Linked DNA regions of Mus musculus: region 1 is linked to region 2. Evidence: chromatin contacts called from public HiChIP or PLAC-seq data. All regions are on one chromosome and are shown on one strand. The core of a region is the stretch at or near the end of the contact, and the rest is flanking DNA. Distances in the headings are between cores, read along the strand shown. Region 1 overlaps Gm46072 (a long non-coding RNA gene). Region 2 holds the start of Kcnk1 (potassium channel, subfamily K, member 1).

Region 1 (5,402 bases), core at 1,780-4,279, 98 kb after region 2:
GACCACACCCCCATAGAACATATTCTTTCTCTTTTTATAAACACATCAGTAGCTCCTTAACTTCAAAGGTTAAAGGACAGGTTTGTCCAGTGATAGCCTTAACGACCTGTGGAGGTGCTGATAACTACAGAATTCAGAAGGATAGTGTGGGTAAAGAATCCATTCCAGATTGTTCCTTGTAAGCTTCCTCATAGTGTCTGGACACCTCAGAGCTGTGATGTTTGGCACCAAGCCTACCCAGTATTTTTGGTATTCAGCTGTAAGCATAACATCCATTGACTTAAACCAACGCATTGGCTAGAGGTGTAGCTCAGCTCACTTGTATAGCACATGTGGTTCGTTTTGTAAGCTCCTTTCAGGTGGATGTGGTAGGAGCCTCCCCAAGAATGTCAGTGAAAGGAGAGCAGACACTTGATCCTCCTGGATCCAAAGTAACCTTGCTTCCTGTCACTTACAGCCACAACAGATCAAAGGGCAAGCCTCTATCTAGTACTGTGTTGAAACTCTCCCAATTCATGGCTTCTGCCTGTCCCTATGGTGTAAACACTCCCACCTCAGCCTGTGCTTTAGTTGCTCTAGCTTATTGTTGTGATAAAAACAATGCAGTACTACTCAGCTATTAAAAACAATGAATTTATGAAATTCTTGGGCAAATGGATGTATCTGGAGGATATTATCCTTAGTAAGGTAACCCAGTCACAAAAGAAGTCATTAGATATGCACTCACTGATAAGTGGATATTATCCCAGAAACTTAGAATACCCAAGATACAATTTGCAAAATACAAGAAAATCAAGAAGAGGGAAGACCAACGTGTGAATACTTCATTCCTCCTTAGAATAGGGAACAAAATACCCATGAAAGGAGTTACAGAGACCAAGTTTGGAGCAAAGACAAAAGGATGGACTATCCAGAGACTACCCCACCTGGGGATCCATCCCATAATCAGCCACCAAACCCAGACACTATTGCATATGCCAGCAAGATTTTGCTGAAGGGACCCTGGTATAGCTGTCTTGTATGAGGCTATGCCAGTGCCTGGCAAATACAGAAGTGGATGCTCACAGTCATCTATAAGATGGAACACAGGGCCCCCAATGGAGAAGCTAGCGAAAGCACCCAAGGAGCTGAAGGGGTCTGGAACCCTATAGGTGGAACAACAATATGAACTAACCAGTACTCCCAAAGCTCGTGTCTCTAGCTGCATATGTAGCAGAAGATGGCCTAGTTGGACATCATTGGGAAGAGAGGCCCCTTGTTATTGCAAACTTTATATGTCCCAGTACAGGGGAATGCCAGGGCCAAGAAGTGGGAGTGGGTGTGTAGGGGAGCAGGGTGGGGGAGGGTATAGGGAACTTTCGGGGTAGCATCTGAAATGTAAATAAAGAAAATATCTAATAAAAAAAATACTTGACCAAACCCTTAAGGTCATCATTTACCTCATGATTTGAGAGGGTGCAGTCCATTGTGGCAGAGGTGTAGAGGTGGGAGTGTGGGAAGGTTTGTTCACATCTGGGAGGGGCAAGATGCAGAAGGAGATAACTGCTGGCATTCATCTGACTTTCTCCTTTCCCTCCTTTCATTCAGACGAGGCTCTGGCACTGAGGATTCAGCTGCTGTGATAAATGGACTGTCAGTCTTAAAACCTTACTGATTCTATGTCCATAGATATTGTCACATGTCCTTGAAGGAGCAGTTGACTGGACAGCTTATTCCAATCCATTCAGGGTTCAGACACTTGCCCTTCCAGGTGCTTTCACTATTTTAAAATATTCCTAGAGTGGGCAGGGCTGTGGTTCACTTGGTATAGGTCTTGCCTAGCATGTATAAAGCCCTGGGTTTCATTGGGTAAATGGGCATTGAATAAAACAGGGCACAGTGACACATGCCTCCCAGCACTTGGAAGGCAGAGGCAAGAGGCTCTTAAATTCAAGGTAATTCTCAAATCCTGAAGGCTCTACTGTTTGCAGATTGAGGACTCCCTCACATAAGACTTCCTTCTGATATTAGCCCAGGTTACAGGAGACTCTATCTACCTATCTACCTATCTACCTATCTATCTATCTATCTATCTATCTATCTATCTATCTATCTATCTATCTATCTGCCTATCTATCTATCTATCTATCTACCTACCTACCCACATATCTATCATCTATCAATCAATCAATCATCTCATCTATCTATCCACCTATATAACACACACACACACCATGCATACATGCACAAAGACTTCTAACCATTTTTCTAAATTACCTCTGGCAGAATTCCTTAGACTCCCTATTCTTTGTCTGACACATGTCCTGTGGGAGTTCATGCTTAAACAGTATTTCTAATCTCCTACTGGAGAATATTCTTCTTACAAAGCCCCTGAGATGTCTGATTTCTAATTTAAGTAGGAAATCTGGGCCACCGTGTCACGGTTGGTAATGAGATGTGTGGCTCTGTCTGATAGTCTGCCCTTGTGCTAACACCTGCACAAACTCAGAGTATGAGTGAGAGCTCCCTCACACAAGACAGCCTTCAGTGGGTAAATGGGCAGACCATCTAGACAGCCACAGGAATATGTTTAGTGTCCAAGAAGAATGTAACTGTGACAGCAAATGACAGAAGCCAATCTGAGAAGGCTGCACAGTGCACTAGTACTGAGAAGCAGGGACAGAACAGAAGGATCAGTTGTCCCAGCTGCACATGGAGGCATACCTGTGTGACCTCAGCTACTTAGGAGGCTGAGGCGGGAGGGTTGTAAACTAGAGGCCAGCTAGGGTTGCATGGTAAAGTTTATTTCTCTCTCCTACTTCTATACTTACACTGTAGATGTATAATAATGCCTTAAGGGCATCCATGGGGAGTAGCCTGAGTCTCTGAACACCTTTCCCTCAGGCTACCTGCTGATATCCTTACAAGTGAGGGGTAACTGGGAAATAGCCGCTCAGGGATGAAACACTGGCCACCATTCAAGAGCCTGAGGCCTTGAGGGTTCTGAGGCCACCACAGCAGGCACGCACAGGAACAAGGTCCTACCACACCCATTGACTCCTAGAGAGAGAGCTGCAAGGAAGGATCGCCCTCCACTCTCCACAAATCTCCGCCTTTGTCCTGGCTTCATCCTGCACCAGAGGCTTCTGCATCTTGTATACCTCCTCCCTTGTGCAGTTCTTGAGAGAGCTTATGGAGCCGGGCAGGCAAAACAGGAGAGATTCAGGGTCCTCTCTAGGCTTCACCTCTGAAAAGGAGCCCCCATCACACCCCTCTTGATAAAACCTTTGTAATCGAATTTCTCAGAAAAAAAATGCCACACCTGTGTTGAAGGTTCTAGAAGGCAGGTTGATTTCCCAAGGGGTTATTTCTGCCCCCCCCCCCCCCATGCTAAACCTTGTACCAGGCTGGTTGAATGATTAGAAATTCCTTAATGCAGAGAGCTGGAATATTGCAGCTCAAGATCAAAAATTATCTTGGGCTCTTTAAAGGCCCCTTTATACATATGTAGTATTCACTTCTATGTCTAATGGCTTTCGTGGGACCCTTGGGATGTATGAGAAGGCCCCTAGTTTCCACTAACCTGAAGTGAAGTATGTGATCAGATAATGACTAGGACTTGTGAAGGAGATTCCTGACTGTCTGACAAGTTTCTCTGAGAAGCTGCAAGGAGCATGAACAAGCCCTAAGTCCAACTAGGGCTGGCGAGGTGACTCAGTGTGCAAAGGTGCTTAAGGCCTCAAGCTATTGATCTGTTTGATTCTGTGACTCACATGATGGAAAGAGGGAACTGAATCATCTAAGTTGTTCTCTGACCCTGTGACCCTCCCATACACAGACTGTGCACACACACACACACACACACACACACACACACACACACACACACACACTGTGTATGCACTAAATGTCTGTTTTTAAAAGGTTCTCAATCAACAACAGGGGACGGTAGTTAATGCCTGGACTCACAAACTCTTCACAGGCAATCTTTCAAGTTTCTCCTGAAACTCCCAGAACAAGAAAGCAGGAAAGAGAGTCACTAACTCAGTACACTCCTCCTCCTCCTCCTCCTCCTCCTCCTCCTCCTCCTCCTCCTCCTCTCCCTCTCCCCTCCTCCTCTCCCCTCCTCCTCCTCCCCCCTCCTCCTCTTCCCTCCTCCTCCTCCCCCTCCTCCTCTTCCCTCCTCCTCCTCTTCCTCTTCTTCCTCTTCCTCTTCTTCTTCCTCCTCCTCACAGGGTATGCTCTGAATTCACTGCTGAATGACAAGGCTGTAGGCAGAACAATGGGAGGAAGCCCTTTCTTCCTGCTCAGGAATGGGACCAAAATGACTATGGTAACAGACAGAGTGGGCCACCTCAGTGGGGCAGACATTATGTTAGCAGAGACAGTGGGCCAGTGGGAGGCCTGCAATGAGGGATCTTTTTGATAGTGCCCATGGGCAATCCTGATTTGGCAGGATAATGTGGTGTCCACTGCTACCTGGAGCTTGCTGCTTGGCCATGTGGTTGTGTTGACCTGATGAAATGAGGTGCCCATGATGCCAGGATCACTGAAGGCTGGTATAGACAGAATGGTGAACAGGTTGGATGCTCCTCCCTCACCCTGAGATGTCAGAGCAGTAGACCTCCCATGGAAAAGAAACTTGTGTCAAGGAGAAGGCCACACAGTGAGGGGAGCCAGATGGACCTGGCTGTTCCTGCCCTGAAAGAATGCTGAGGATCTGAGTTCATTACAGACACAAAAGCGACCCTTCATAGTCTTAACTGGGAGTGAAGCCTTGTCTGGTACCCTCTCCCCAGGGATGTTTAGGGTCACCTGAAAGCTCTTATAACACACTTAGTTGGATCCCCTGCTCCACTAAGTGGGGACACCAACTCGCTGTCTCACTGTGGGACCCCAAGGATGGCTTCTGAGACATGGTGGCTCCCCTCCAAACACTTGCTGAAGGAATGAAGATGGGAAATAAATGGATGCCTTTTTCAGTTGAGGCAAAAAATAAATAAATAAATTATTCAATAGGTAACGCTTCAGGAATTGTGTGCCAGAAGAGCAGAGAACATGAATTGTTGTTTTTAATGTGCATATGTAAATGTGTAGTGCATGTTGTTCATGTTTAAGAATGTACATGCATGGGAGCATGTGTACACATGTGGAAGTGCACATATATGCATACACATGTGAAAACAAGAGGACAGCCTTGGTACCATCCTCAGAAATCTCTCTTATTCTCTTGGCTTGAGAAGTGTTAGCAGAAACTCAGGATAAAGAACAAATATCTATTTCTTTTTAGCCCATTGGGTATTTGCTGAAATGCAAAGTTAGGTGACAAAGTCAGTGCTGGTATTTTATTACTGATTTATTTTATTTTATTTTTTTATTTTATTTTATTTTATTTTATTTTATTTTATTTTATTTTATTTTAT
Region 2 (5,280 bases), core at 1,032-3,531:
ATGTCCTTCCCTTAGAAGTCACACAGTGTTTTCTTTAATGAAGTCCGCTGGTTGGGACAGTCTCGGGCAACCCAGTCTCAAGCACAGAAGACCCAGCTCTGCCTTTTTATAAGAGGAGTCTGAGAATTTGCCAACACCTGTGTTAAGGTCCCTACCTGCTGCATGTGTGTTTGTGTGCATGAGGAAGCCACCATACCTGGACACGCAGTATCACTATCATCGCAGCATCCAGGACACTGGGAGAGTTGTGGGCTTCGGAGAAGGAAGAAGCACCCGACCCCCACACACCAGAGACACTAGCAGGAACCGGTAACCCGGGCCCCTCAGGTGGAGGAGGCATCTTGAAGCGGCAGCAGCAGGGAACAACAGAGAGGAGGGTAACACTGTGAGGGCAGGAGGCCTCTGATGGTATATCCTCCAGGGAATGACAACCCCAAGGACAAACAGGGCAGGTGAGCATAGCTTAGCATCTCACAGGACAGTGTGTGAGGAGGAAAGGACGGCTGAGCGTGACTCGGGTTCTCAGAGAGCTGGAGCGCAGCTCTGTGTCTCAGAAAGCAAACACCCAATGTGGTGGGTTACTGTTTCCCCTAGAAAACAAGATGTGTTTGTCCTTGGGAGAGGGGAAGAAGGAAGAAATGGATGACCAATGGGGGGACTTTGAAATACAGAGAGTGATGTGGAGGGATCTCTGAGGAAGGCAGGAGGTGAGATTATTCACTAAAATTAAAAAAAAAAAAAAAGAGTAAATCTGCTGCACACTCTCTATGAATATATGACTTCTAAGAACGTCTGTTCAGTAGGCAGATGATGGAATTTTCCAAGTATTTAGATTAATTCGGATTTACTTTAATGCTTTCTCTTACTGATATCATCTACCATAGATGAGGAGTATTTTTTTTTAATATAAGAAATTGAAGCTACCTCTCTCCTCTACTTCCCCACAAACAGCTGCTGGAGGCAGTTCTACTTCTACATGTTAGCCTGCTTTGCAGACACAGTTCTGTTACAGGGTACAGCATAAACGGTTCGCATATTTGAGATTCCAGACAGCTGTGCTTACGTCTGCATAGTCTTCAAATTCATCTTTAAAGATCAGATGTCATCTTGGCTGGGGAACGGTTCAGCAGTCCAGGTGCTAACCACGGTCCCGGCAACCGGAGTCCATTCCCGGAGTTCATTGGAGACATTGATAATAATGATAATGCTATGATGATGATGATGATGCTTCAACATTTTTTTTTTTAATTCGAGTCCTGAGTGTCTGACCACAAGTCTGGGTACCCAAGTACTTTACCACTACGTCATCTTTCCTGCTCCCATTCCCCTAGTTAGGAGCCTTTAGAATGTCCCTGACTCTTGACTCCATGTGCATGTAATGACAAAAATACACCTCTGTGTGTGGAGTGGTGGTTTGAATGAAAATGGCCCCCACAGGCTCATAGGGAGTGGCGCTATTAGGAGGTGTAGCCTTGTTGGAGGAAGTGTGTCGCAGGGGATTGAGCTTTGAGGTTTTAAATGCTCACGCTGACCCAGTTTTATTCTTTCTCTCTCTCTCTCTCTCTCTCTCTCTCTCTCTCCTGTTTGCCAATCCAGATGTAGAACACTCCGCTCTTTCTCCAGTATCATGTCTGCCTGTGTGCCACCATGTTCCCAGTCATGATAATTATAGACTAAACCTCTAAAACCGTAAACCAGACCCAGGTAAATATTTTCCTTTATGAGAACGGCTGTGGTCATGGCGTCTCTTCACAGCAATAAAAACCTAAGACAATAGGTATGATGTATGGCACGATATATAAGACAGGATACAGCTATGCTGAGTCTTATGTATGTGACTGTCATCCTTCTCTAGGAAGTGTCACAGAGTCAGGTCCTCCACCCCCACCCCTAGAAGCACACAGCTAGACTCTAGAAGCACACGGCTGCACATGTCTATGCAGAAATGTAGAACCCAACCTCATCCACCATCAGTTCCTCCGTGCCCTAGCGCACATTTCCATTTCTGTCTCCTGACCACGAAGTCCTTAAAGTTTGGGGTATTGTTTAGGCTAAAATCCAGAAGCTGTGTTTTCCTGTTCCAGGTGGAGGATGGGGTCAGGAGAGGATTCAAGTAGCTTTTTAGAAAGAGGTTCATTGTATTTTCAATAGTCTGGGCAGCAAATGGCTTAGCTGTCCAGTCAACAAGACAGAGGAAGACAGGATCTATCTGTACCCTTGGTATTTGGCTATAGTAGCTTTAATCAGGAGGAATGCCTGGGGGGACAAAAGTAGCTAGGACGGGGGTTACGGTGGCGCGCGCGCGCGCGCGCACACTCTCTCTCTCTCTCTCTCTCTCTCTCTCTCTCTCAGCTCAGGCCTGCTGACTGCACTGGGGAAGGGAAGAGGGAGCCAGGCAGCCTCCGGGTGGCCTGGCCAGGGTCTGGCGCCACCAAACCTGCACTTTCCGGTTTCGGAAGCCAGGTAGGGGGCGCGGGCAGCCAGCAGCTCCCGCCAAGTGGGTGAGAGCGCTCCGCCCGACCAACTCCCGCTACCTGAGCCGGCCACCACGTCACCGCCACATCATCTGGCCTCTTGTATTTGCACGAAACCAGGAAAGGGAGCGGCGGCGGGAGGCGCGGAGCGCGGGCGCCGGGAAGATGCTGCAGTCCCTGGCCGGCAGCTCGTGCGTGCGCCTGGTGGAGCGGCACCGTTCGGCCTGGTGCTTCGGCTTCCTGGTGCTGGGCTACCTGCTCTACCTGGTGTTCGGCGCCGTGGTCTTCTCGTCCGTGGAGCTGCCTTATGAGGACCTGCTGCGCCAGGAGCTGCGCAAGCTGAAGCGGCGCTTCCTGGAGGAGCACGAGTGCCTGTCGGAGCCGCAGCTGGAGCAGTTCCTGGGCCGCGTGCTGGAGGCCAGCAATTATGGAGTGTCGGTGCTCAGCAACGCCTCGGGAAATTGGAATTGGGACTTCACCTCGGCGCTCTTCTTCGCCAGCACCGTGCTCTCCACCACAGGTAGGGCCGCTGCTGCCACCTTACCCCAAACCCCGGCGTCCCCAGGCCTCCGCTGGGCGCATCCTGCGGTGGCTCGCAGTGGCGGCAGCCAGTGAGGTGACCCCGGAGCACGATATGGGTACTGCAGCTGTTACTCTTTGGGAATGGTCTCAAACACTCTGGACCTTGAGGCTGCAGGGGTCTCATTCACTTCTCCGTCCTTGTGAGGAGCAGGTAGGAGCTGATGGGAGGGTAGGTCCCCGACATTTCTGTCCTGGCAACTGAGCAGCAAGACCAGGAGATGAGGAGAGTATCCTGTGCTTAAGAGCGTTCGCCTCCTTCTGGCCCCATCCCAGAGACCCCAGGCCGAGAAACCTAGCAATGACCCTTGGATGGGTCACCTTCATGACTGTGACTCCCTTCCCTACTGTAGACCTATTACAGCTTCTTTGGATCTGTTTTGGGGACAGTGGTGACATCACTCTGCTCTCTGCAGGTGACCTCTAAGCAGGCAGGCCTATGGGGGTTTCAGAGTAGGAGGAAGGGTGGGAGAAGGGAAGGGAGTCACTTGACCTGGGCCCCACATGGTGGGGCTTCCTGAATCAGCGGTTACTTCAACTTTAGGTGCGTTGAGCTTCTCTTCTACTTTGAGGCTTCAACGTCTTCAAGAGGCTTAGAAATCCAGCTGAACATACATGCCCAGGGGCATAGCAGTTAGACTAGATGGAGAGAGGCCAGGTTTCGTCAGTGGTGGCTAGCCATGCGTGCAGGCTAGGAAGGACATAAACGGTGCACGGACAGCCAGAGGGACTCTCAAAGGGCCTCAGTACCGTGCCTTCTTCTTATGCATGAGATCCAATTTTTGAAATGGCCCCTTTTGGCAGGCACAAGGTCACACAGTGCCCAGGGACACTCTGGAATCCGAGCCTTGTGAGTTCTTGCCAGGAACAGTGTGTTATGCCCCTGCCCCACCTTTGCAAGTGACTCAACTGCACCTGGGTTACTCCAGCCGTTCCTTCTCCCTCCTCTCTGCCTCTCAGGCTGACCCTTCTCAACTTCCTTTGGGCTGCGGCCGGGTAAATTATTTTATTAATTACCCACTATTGTAAACACCCAACCTCCAGCCAGATCAGGTAAATTTATTGTTTGGAAATCTGGGGTGAGTTCCTGAACTTGTAATCGACACAGAAAGAGTTCTAGGCTGTGTTGCGGTATTTTTTAAAAAAAAAAAAACTGTGTTAAATGGATGCCGAAACAAGACAAACCTGTTGGCTCACTTTCCAAAGAAAAGTCTCCTCCCCCCCCTGCTGCTCACAGTCCCGGCTTTATCTCAACATCACCCAGGCCAGTCAGGTCTTTTTGGATCCTATTTGTGTCAGAGTGTAAATCCCTCCTCCACCATAGACATGAATGTTTACATAAAGTTCACAACTGGCTCACAACGTTGGCTGAGCAGTTTGAGAATGAAGACTGCCCTTACCCTGCGGGCCTGGCAGACAGGGCAGGGATAGGAAGAGCCAGGAGAGAAAGCATGCTTTTCCTAGGTGGCGTTTGTGGGCAGTGCTGAAGTTCTTGTATAATCCTGGTATCCTATGCATCAAAAGCTAGTTCAGATCCCATTTCTTCTGGGGAATCTTTGTTTAATGTGAGCTCAGCCCCTAATGTTAGGAATCACCACAACTCCTGAAATATCCTCGAGAGGGGAGTGGGGTGTCTGATGTATGAGGGGAGGAGTGGGGTGTCGTGTTGGTATTCCTATTGCATTGTCCTTCTGAGGAAGAAAGTCTGTACTGTGGTATTGGAACAAGGGTTTATTTAAGAAAGGAGAGCAAGGGGCACTTAGGGATAAGCCAGACAAAGGAGGAGACTCTCCGTGTATAAAACCAGCTGATCGGTGAGACGGTGGGTGTAGTGAACAGAGTGCTGTGAGTCAAAGCCCCTCCTCTCTCAGTTTTGAGCTGATGCCATCATCGGACACATTTGATAGCACCTCTGGTTTCCAAAATGGTTTTGTGGCAGAGATGCAGATGGTGCTAAGATTGGAGCTGGTGGGTTTCACCACTTAAGAAACTGTTCACTGCAAGAGAAGACCTCAGATGGCCTGCATCCCTCCTCCCCTCACAGTAAACTTTCCGTCAGTTGACTGTGACTGTCAGCTAGTTTGGCCCTTTCCTGTTTGGCTGGAACAGTAGGGCAGGCTTCACAAGGGTACATTTCTGCTGGCCTTGGGTACTGGGGAAGCTGAGGCAGGTGGATTGCTGTGATTTTGAGGTAGTAAGACCTTGTTTCCCACTCCCTACTAAACTC

What was found. HiChIP or PLAC-seq counts read pairs in DNA pulled down with a chosen protein or histone mark.
Region 1: a contact with region 2 is called in a FOXA1 HiChIP or PLAC-seq map of pancreatic cancer cells. The contact joins the enhancer-like site here to the promoter of Kcnk1 in region 2. A contact is called at or near these places in 1 of 39 promoter capture datasets (embryonic stem cells), 2 of 484 Hi-C or Micro-C datasets (cerebral cortex and granulosa cells) and 2 of 115 datasets of contacts at active chromatin or transcription factors (oligodendrocyte precursor cells and pancreatic cancer cells).

The regions. Positions count from the first base shown.
Region 1 is chr8:126,090,477-126,095,878 of GRCm38.p6, forward strand. The region is part of intron 1 of Gm46072 (a long non-coding RNA gene); the gene reads left to right. Among named protein-coding and RNA genes, the nearest start is that of Gm46072, 20 kb to the left of the region's middle. Within about 2 kb of position 3,030, at least 14 of the 459 cell types and tissues checked have an H3K27ac peak or open chromatin away from gene starts, as enhancers often do. A contact at or near this core is called in pancreatic cancer cells, where this site is marked.
Region 2 is chr8:125,992,821-125,998,100 of GRCm38.p6, forward strand. Kcnk1 (potassium channel, subfamily K, member 1) reads left to right here and starts at 2,282. Exons shown (of 3, transcript NM_008430.2): 1 at 2,282-2,994. The coding sequence starts at 2,640.